Linked DNA regions of Mus musculus: region 2 is linked to region 1. The links are chromatin contacts, called in public HiChIP or PLAC-seq maps. All regions are on one chromosome and are shown on one strand. Each heading gives the region's core, a stretch centred on a gene start, on an enhancer-like site or on the middle of the called end of the contact. The rest is flanking DNA. Distances are from core to core; before and after follow the strand shown. Region 1 overlaps Akap13 (A kinase (PRKA) anchor protein 13). Region 2 overlaps Akap13 (A kinase (PRKA) anchor protein 13).

The links. HiChIP or PLAC-seq counts read pairs in DNA pulled down with a chosen protein or histone mark.
Region 2: a contact with region 1 is called in a BATF HiChIP or PLAC-seq map of CD8 T cells, with 5 read pairs. The contact joins two enhancer-like sites. A contact is called at or near these places in 9 of 484 Hi-C or Micro-C datasets (B cells, CD4 T cells, CD8 T cells and 5 more), 7 of 115 datasets of contacts at active chromatin or transcription factors (CD8 T cells, bone marrow-derived macrophages, heart atrium and 3 more) and 3 of 9 other capture datasets (adipose tissue, liver and pancreatic islet).

Annotation. Positions count from the first base shown.
Region 1 is chr7:75,598,290-75,602,782 of GRCm38.p6, reverse strand. The region is part of intron 5 of Akap13 (A kinase (PRKA) anchor protein 13); the gene reads right to left. Among named protein-coding and RNA genes, the nearest start is that of Akap13, 150 kb to the right of the region's middle. Within about 2 kb of position 2,267, at least 50 of the 459 cell types and tissues checked have an H3K27ac peak or open chromatin away from gene starts, as enhancers often do. A contact at or near this core is called in B cells, CD8 T cells, Th1 cells and 1 more, where this site is marked.
Region 2 is chr7:75,699,914-75,704,406 of GRCm38.p6, reverse strand. Akap13 (A kinase (PRKA) anchor protein 13) reads right to left here. Exons shown (of 37, transcript NM_029332.1): 17 at 1-42. Among named protein-coding and RNA genes, the nearest start is that of AU020206, 80 kb to the left of the region's middle. Within about 2 kb of position 2,461, at least 123 of the 459 cell types and tissues checked have an H3K27ac peak or open chromatin away from gene starts, as enhancers often do. A contact at or near this core is called in B cells, CD8 T cells, Th1 cells and 1 more, where this site is marked.

The sequences.
Region 1 (4,493 bases), core at 1,018-3,517:
CAAGCAAGCAATCTTTTGTTAATATATCAACTCTACCAGCAGGCATAGATTTAATCTTCTAAGAACGATGTAATATTTCTGATTGCTCTCTGAGCCTTCAGAACAGAAAATGGGTTTATGCAGCTCCAATGATTTAAGGATCTGACAGGCATCTCTACCTTCTTGTCCCTCTTTGCAAGAGAACAGAAATGGCTTAAGTAAAACCTAAAAGACCATTCCCTAAGGATTTTGTTTTGATCAAGACAGGGAAGTCTGGAATCTTTAAATAGCTAATATTATGGTAATAATCAAATAATGAACAATAAGAATAATGACTTTACCCTGGTTTTCAATAGTAGCAAGCAAGAACCATTAAGACTGGATTATAAACAGGTTACATTACATGTTAACACAATTCAGTTCCACTAGAAGGGAAGAGCCAGCTACTCAATTCCTATAAAATACTCCTCTGAAACAATAGAGCAAACACCTCCAAACTTCTTGAAGTCAACTACACAAGGAAAAAAAAACCACAATGCTAAATATACTATTCTCATCAACACAAATCCAAATCCTGTTTTAAATGAAGCTCTGGCTCTAGAAACTTCATGTTAATTTTTTTTTTTTTTAATTTAGAAACCAAAAGCTGGTTATGTGGCTCAGTGGTAGAACACTTGGCTACCATTTGCAAGACCCTGGGTTTGATCTGAAGTACCAAACAAAACACCAAAATATAAAAATAAAAACTCAATTTTGCTCAACTCATAAACATGTGTGGTATACAAATAAAGTTCGTATGAGTACAGACATGAATAACTTCTGGCCTAAGAATAAAAACATGAAACTATTTTTCTGATAAATGTAGGAAACTTCAGGTTTAGTAAGGAGAAAAGGCTTACTTGAAAACATGTTAAAACAAGTGACCACGGAAAGAAGTAATGAGCTCTCTCATCAGTGTTCTGTTATTATATGCAACTGGGTTTGTTTCAAGCCAAGTGGGCTTCTTCTATACAGCTCACAGCACTTCTAACTTGACCTCTCCTCACAAGATCCACCCAGGCAATGCACCCTGCACATGGGTTTTGGGCTGTATGGAGGGATTTAAGGGTTTAAGATGAACAGAGATAAAGCATGCAGTGTATCACCTACTGTCATATTCTCACTATATATATTTTGTCACACATTTCAAGTCAAGGAGCGTCTTATGTTTTTGGATGCACTTCTTGGAAGCGCTGATCCTAGGTATTGTGTCCTTTTTTTGTCATTCAGATACAACGTATAATGAACAGAGCTGAGATTTCTGGATTTAAATCCAAGTATTGAATTTCTTGCTTATATACCATAAAGTGTCCTAATTTTTCTGGAACTTACTTCTATAATCTGTACATAGGGATATGACAGTTCAATCACTATTTCAAGAAATGGATAAAATGAACATCAAGGGCTAAGCACAGGGAAGGTATAGCTTGTGTTGCCTATTACTCCCCCCAACCCCCCGCCTTTACCAAGGTCTGCCCACACATCCTACCATTCTCAAAACATGGACCTTCTTTATATATAAAATCACCTCATTTTTCATTTCAAAGTTACATTCTTTGTTTAGTGTGCTTTGCATCTGCAGAGGATCCACTCTGCATGGTTTTAAGTAGAACCTTTCCTATAGCTACCATTAGTGATTAAGTTGTCTCTTAGCCTTAACTTGTGCCTGGTTACCTAAAGTTTACTTTTAAAGCTACATGCAATGATTTTATTGTAACTAAACCAAGTCTGGCAGGACACAAAAGCCTACCTACACACACACTACAGAAATTTTGTTTCTTTTAGTTGGTGAATCAGGATGTCCTGGTAAAGATCTTTTTTAAAAAACCGAGTGAAATGGAGACCTGCAGATAAAGGAACTTAATAGTACAGAAAGCTCTACAGAGATCTCCGCCACTTCCTCCTCCTCAACTCCCTTTCTAGATCATGGTGAGAAAACTCCCACTATGATGAAAGCAAAAGGTATTTTATTATCAACTGGCATTTATGCAGTACAGACATCATTTTATGACTACATTAGACAGTAGTAACTGTCTTAAATTGTCATATTCAAACAGATCCTGAAAAAGCCTTCAAACTTTCAAACTTCTTGTCAACGGTAATTTATATTGTTTTCAAACATTTTCACGAGCACCAAACTGTGTGCGGTTTCTAACATGGCTCTGGAAAACATTCTTCTGAGCGCAGCATGACTACTGTGGTTTAGTTACTCATCTTTAACCTCACCTGGGCACAAAGGACATGTGTCTTCTGAACAACATGTTTCCACTGTTTACTAGACACTCCCTTGGCACACTACAGGTGCTCAGGTATTTGTTAAGATTCTACTACAAAGGAAAAAAAAAAGTAAGAATTGCTTTGCTTCTGGAGTGGGTAGACAGATAACCTTAAAAAAAAATTCTTCAAATGGCCCAATGTGTTAAGTACTCATGATTTAAAAACCAGGAGCAGTATAAGACACCTGAAGACACTAACAACCCAATGGGAGAAATTTACTTAAAAGATTATTGGGTTGCTAGTAAAAGATGGAGATAAACTGTAATAAATACAAGGTTTTCTAAATGCAATTTACCCCATTGTTCTTAGATTACAATATGACCCTCAGGCTGGGCCAGAACTCATAATCTTTCTATTTTCGTTTGTCTAATGCTGAGATTATAGCATACCATGTGTGTTCTTTTGTGACTGAGTTACCTCACTCAGGGCGATATTTTCTAGATCCATCCATTTGCCTGTGAATTTCATGAAGTCATTGTTTTTAATAGCTGAGTAGTACTCCATTGTGTAAATGTACTACATTTTCTGTATCCATTCCTCTGTTGAGGGACATTTGTGTTGTTTCCAGCTTCTGGCCATTATAATGAAGGGTGCTATTAACATAGTGGAGCATGTGTCCTTGTTATATAGTGGAGCATCTTTTGGGTATATGCCCAGGAGTGGTATAAGCTGGGTCCTCAAGTAGAACTATCCAATTTTCTGAGGAACCACCAGACTGATATCCAGAGTGTTTGTATCAGCTTGCAATCCCACCAGCAATGGAGGAGTGTTCCTCTTTCTCCACATCCTCGCCAGCATCTGCTGTCACCTGAGATTTTGATCTTAGCCATTCTGACTGGTGTGAGGTGGAATCTCAGGTATACATTCACTGATAAGTGGATATTAGCCAAAAATCAAAAAACAAAACAAAACAACAACAACAAAAAAAACCCCAAACCTCAGAATCCGCACAATACAACTCACAGACCATTTGAAGGAAGACCACACCACAGTTTGGATGCTACAGTCCTACTCAGAAGGGGGAAGAAAATAATCTCAGGAGGTAGAAGGAGAGTGGGATCAGAGAAGGGGGGGGGGAGGTGGGACGGTTGAGATATGGAGAAGATGAGAGAGAAGTACAAAGGGTCAGGAATTTGAAGGAAGGTGTGTCAGTGGGGGAGAGGAAACTGGGGGTAGTCACTAGAAAGTTTCAGAGGCCAGAGATCCAAGGGGTTCCCAGAACCCAACAGAGAGGACATTAGCTGAAATACCCAACAAAAGCAAGATAGAACCTGTAGAGACCATATCCAGTGGCTAGGCATGGCTCCCCAGGTTGAGGGATGGGGCCACCCACCCAACTCAAAAATAGTAATTCAGAATTCCTCCTGTCAAAAGGAAATACAGGGACAAAGAGTGGAGCAATCTGAAGGAAAGTCCACCCAGAGACTGCCCCACCTAGGGGTCCATCCCATCTACAGACACCAAACCCAGACACTATTGCTGATGCCAAGAAGTGCTTGCTGACAGGAGCCTGGTATAGCTGTCCCTTGAGAGGCTCTGCCAGAGCCTGACCAATACAGAGGCAGATGTTCGCAGCGAAACATTTGACTGAGTGTGAGAACCCCAATGCTGGAGTTAGGGCAAGACTGTAGAAGCTGAAAGGGTTTGCAACCCCATAGGAAGAACAACAGTATCAATCAACCAGAGCCCCCAAAGTTCCCAGGGACTAAGCCAAAGAGTACACATGGGGGGACCCGTGGCTCCAGCTGGATATGTAGCAGAGGATTGCCTGGTCTGGCATCAATGGGAGGGTGGCCCCTTGGTCCTGTGGAGGCTCTATGACTCAGAGTAGGAAAATGCTAGGGTGCTTAGGTGGAGTGGGTGGGCGAGTGGGTGGGGAGTACCCTCATGGAGGGAAGGGGGAAGGGATAGGAGGATTGTGGAGGGGAAACTGGTAAGGGAGATAACATTTGAAAGGTAAATAAATATATTAACCAATAAAAAAGAAAATAAAAAAACCCAATTCGTTAAAGAAATCAGTAACGTTAAATGGCAATGAAGGTATTAGTCTATAAACTACTTTCTTCACTTGAAAAAGACAATTTTGCTTATTAGTCTGATTGGACCCTCAACCTTCAGTCAGGAAGTTCATTTAGCAATATACTAAGTCACTGAAGTTCAAAACAAAACCTTTAAACAAACCAGTAAGTTTCTAGGGA
Region 2 (4,493 bases), core at 1,212-3,711, 100 kb before region 1:
TTTCTCTTTCTCCTTAATTTTATCCTTCTCCTTTTCCTTTTCCTGCCAAAGAAAAGAATCAACAGTTAACTGAGCACTGGAAGGAAGGCCTGCCCCTTACCTGGACACACAGATGGCACGTGGTCAAGGAAGGGTGGTGGCTATTGTGGACAGAAATGAGGAACAATGCCTGGGCAACATTTTATCAATTTTCAAACATTGGAGATCCCATTTGAAACACAAGTTCTGAGCCATGGGCTGTCTATATTAAGAAACAAGGGGCAGAGCCTACAGAGGAAGAGCTTGGTAAGGTGTAGCATAGTCCACACAGGGCACACTAAATTTAGGGTCAGTCTAGAAGGGGAGCTATGGGATGGGAACAAGGGAGGATAGCAATTCTGGATCAGCTTGAAGGAGAAAAACAATGTCATGCAGTTTAAAAAGTTCTGAGAGGTTCTTCTTTAAGTTTTACAAAATACATTTATGTCCCTGAGGAACGATGACATTTTCTTCCTTTCTCTAATCAGAACTATTAAATAACCCCGCATATACTGTTTTTTTACTAATTAGAACTCAGTAGGTTACCAGATATTAATTTTGGTTCAGTGTTCAAATGGTGACAGACAGGCCAGTGAGAAGAAGGTAGAGGACTGCACAGAGGTTAGGAATAAAGGCAGTTCTAAGTTCTACTTATGGTGGGGCTGAGAGGAAGTTATTTCTCTGAGCCCTAGTCATTTCATTTGCAAATGGGACAGGTGTCCACTTATAGTTTTGCTCTAAGTAACATTTAATACATATAATAAATACCTCACTGAAAATGAGTGTCACCAGTGTATTAACTCTCCCAAAACAACACAAAACCACACTCTTTTGTAGTGAAGGAAGGACATTTTGACTTGTGGCAGGAGACAATAGGCCAGGAGCAGTTTCAAGGGTGCTGGTGCAAAGCATGGAAGAAGAGAAGTACAGAAAGACAAGAGGCCCTGCCAGGAAACTTGCCCAGACCTCCTTCTTTGTCTCCTCAAGCTGATTACTACAGCACCCATTTCCTCTCAGAAGACTGGGCACCCAGGGTAGGGAATCCCCAAGATTAAGGGAATAATTCCCTTACAAATTAACTAGACCATGAAGTGCTACAATTCATAGAGGTGAATTTTACCTACAGTTATATACTAGGACTATAATCGAAAAAAAAAAAAAAAAACCCAGGAAGTGAGCTTCTCAGAGTGAGTGACCATGACAGTGTCTAACTCTGTGACTCATCCGTGCTACCTGTAGAGGTTATGGACATAGACTCAGTTGGCAAGAGGGCATCATGCTCCCCGCTCTACTACAGAGAGGACAATGCATGACACTTAAGATAATGAATGGCTACTATGTGTCAGGCTCTGGGAATGAGTAACTCACATGTATTTTCTTAAGACAGGGCACTGTTCTAATTATCTCCATTTTATATTTAAAGAGACTGAGGCTTAAAGATGACTAATACTTTTTTTTTTTTTTGGCGCCCAGAGCAGGAACTGTTGAAGCTGCAGTTGATGCAGTCTGGGATCACTAAAGCTCAGCTCTCATCCACCACACTTACTGTAAAGGGCTGGCAATCTCCCTTGAGTTGCAAAGGGTCACAGAGCAATCATCAGTAACAAATAGGAACTCAAACTGTCTGATTTTCTAAAGTTCAGAACCCACCCAATATTATGAAATGGGCTGTTTGTAAAATCTATGATTCATGTGAAACTCTCCCTTAACAGAATACATGGAGCACCCCCCCCCTCAAAAGCCAAACCGATGCATGTTAAAACTTAAAAAAACCCCAAAAAACAAAAAACAAAAACCACAACAAAAAACACCAAACAGAAAGGACAGGGGAAAACCACCTTACAAAACAGGAAACTCTTCTGAACAGAAATTAGTAACTGCTAAAATGCATAGAACCTGATTCTGAATCACCACACCTTGAGCACAGCCCTTTTAGCGAGTTTTTTGCTGCAAATTTCTCTGAGTAAATTGTTAAGTTAAAACTATTTTTTTTTTTTTTTGGCTTGACCGTTAAAAGCATACACCAATGGTTAAAAAAAAAAAGCAAACAGCACAACTTTCTAGGCCAGCTAGGTGAGCCTCTGGCGAACTGTAATGTTCCTCAGATCTGAATAATCCATGTTCTCATCCTTTACAGTAATCCAGATGAGTTCCTCCAAGAACAAAAACAAAACAACAAACTACACATGGCCTCCCCCTGCTGTAACTCAGTGCTTTGAAGAAGTCAGGCTCTTACCTGCCCATGTTTTAGTCCCGTGAATCTCACGGTTATGAGAGGAACTTCGGGAAGCCGACCCCATTTTACTGACATGATTTGACCCCCATGCCAGGAAATGTCCTCTCACAGAAGATGCTCATGCCGGCAGGCAGACAGCTCACAGCTACCATTAGCAAAACGGTAAGAGGAAGCCAGAGAGTGGTTGAGAAAGTGCATAAGGGGAGGGTTGAGGCTGCCTGCTTCCTTGAGACAGTCTTAACTATTTGAATGCTGCTGGTAAAGCTAACCACTCTACCCTGAAGAACACAGGAAATGAAAGAAAACTGAAGTAACTCTCAAATACATGTGCGGACAGCATTTGCATTGTAGTATGGGAAATATGGCAAGGATCAAGGCCACACTAATACTGTAAGTTAAAAAGCACATCTCCTAAAAAACATATTCCTAACTGCATAAAAAAGCAATGTTGGTTTTTTTGTTTGTTTGTTTGGTTTTTTGAGACAGGGTTTCTCTGTATAGCTCTGGCTGTCCTGGAACTCACTTTGTAGACCAGGCTGGCCTCGAACTCAGAAATCCGCCTGCCTCTGCCTCCTGAGTGCTGGGATTAAAGGTGTGCCACCACCACGGCCAGCTAGCAATGTTTTATAAGAAGATATTTTAGAAAAGTTGACAATGGTAAAATGGTAATTGGTTATTATTCTTAAATTTAATATGTCTATATTTAACTATTGCTAACATGCTTTAACTGTACTGTGGAATAAGAATCCAATGACATTTAAAAATGATGAGACTGGGCACAATAATACTAGGGTGCTATGCAAGAAACTTGGTTTTCACTTTCTTAATCCTATCCTTTTAGAAGGTAGGGTATTCTGTGAGCATGAAAACCAAATGTGATTAGGCATCTTGGGAAATTCTTTCATATACAAGGCACAGAAACTCGGAATTGGGTCTGAATGGCTCACTATAACGTTAACTAAGGTATCAGCTGGCGAGAAAGTCCTTTTTAGTCAGAGAACTTTTGAGTCATACTAGGAACTGGTTTAAAATGTGTCTTGTGTCTTGAAGCTGTCCTTGTAAAAACGAGAGCTTAATAGAAAAAGACAATCAGTGGCGTGAAGACCACTCTCTTCGTGAAGGCAACAGTGTGTATGTATCCAAGGACCTTAATACATGTATAATACACACAATTTACTCAGCAGGAAACAGAACTACTGCTCAAAGACAATACGACAAAAGAGAAACTGCCCATCTTCCTCTTACGCTTCCTGTTTAGGGCTCCTAAGCTTCTGAAAAGCATTCCGTCTATACATCTGCAACGTCTGCATGTTACAGCTGACTCAAAGGTTATGTATGCAGGACTGATAACTAAATTCCTTATATAATAAAAACTATACACAGAAAAACTTGGCACTATTGGGCAACACATATTGTCTAGGAGTGTGAAACATTTGCTGCCTAATAGCTAACTTTGGCTACTCAGAGAGTCCAAAGAGTGTTGGCAGTCACAGCTTAACATGTGGGATAACAAACTCAAGTTTATAATTGTCTTCTCATAGACACACACACTATGTTTACTCAGAGAGACTTTCCTAACTATATTCAGATACAACTCATATGTATTGGTTAGCAGCTGAATAACTATATGGTCTCATTAACACATATTTAAAAATTAATAATCTTAGCACTTGAGTGGTTACATTACTGGCCCAATATGTGCAAGGCCCTACAATCTCCAGCACTGAAGAAAAAGAGAAAACAACCAACTCCTAAACAGGGTAAGAGAAGTGAAAGTTCATTATTTTTATAGAAAAAATAGTGTTAATATCTATGGTATCACTTTTTTTTTTAAACAATATAGGAAACATCATTCAATAGTTAGGAAAAAGAGTTGACTGATACTCACTTATCTGTATAATTGGGTGGACACACAACTAATTCTCTCTCATTACCTCTGCTTATACTGACAAGGTCACAGTGTTCTGTAGCAGCTGTATAACAGTCTTATTTAACAGTAAGCTAACCTCCACTCACAGGAAAGACGGCAGGTTAACATGCCTGGCCACAGGGGTACTTGAAAACACACAGTAAAGGGAACCGTACTGCAATCTGCAGAGTTATGAATTTGCAATTTTTGGAGTTTCTATTGCTGGAGACAGTTTAGCCCCCAAAGATCAAATCTTGAAGCCAAGTCAGAAAGAGGAACCATGTCAATTGCAAAAGAGTGTTGTCATTTTGTCGACAGAGAGGAATGGAG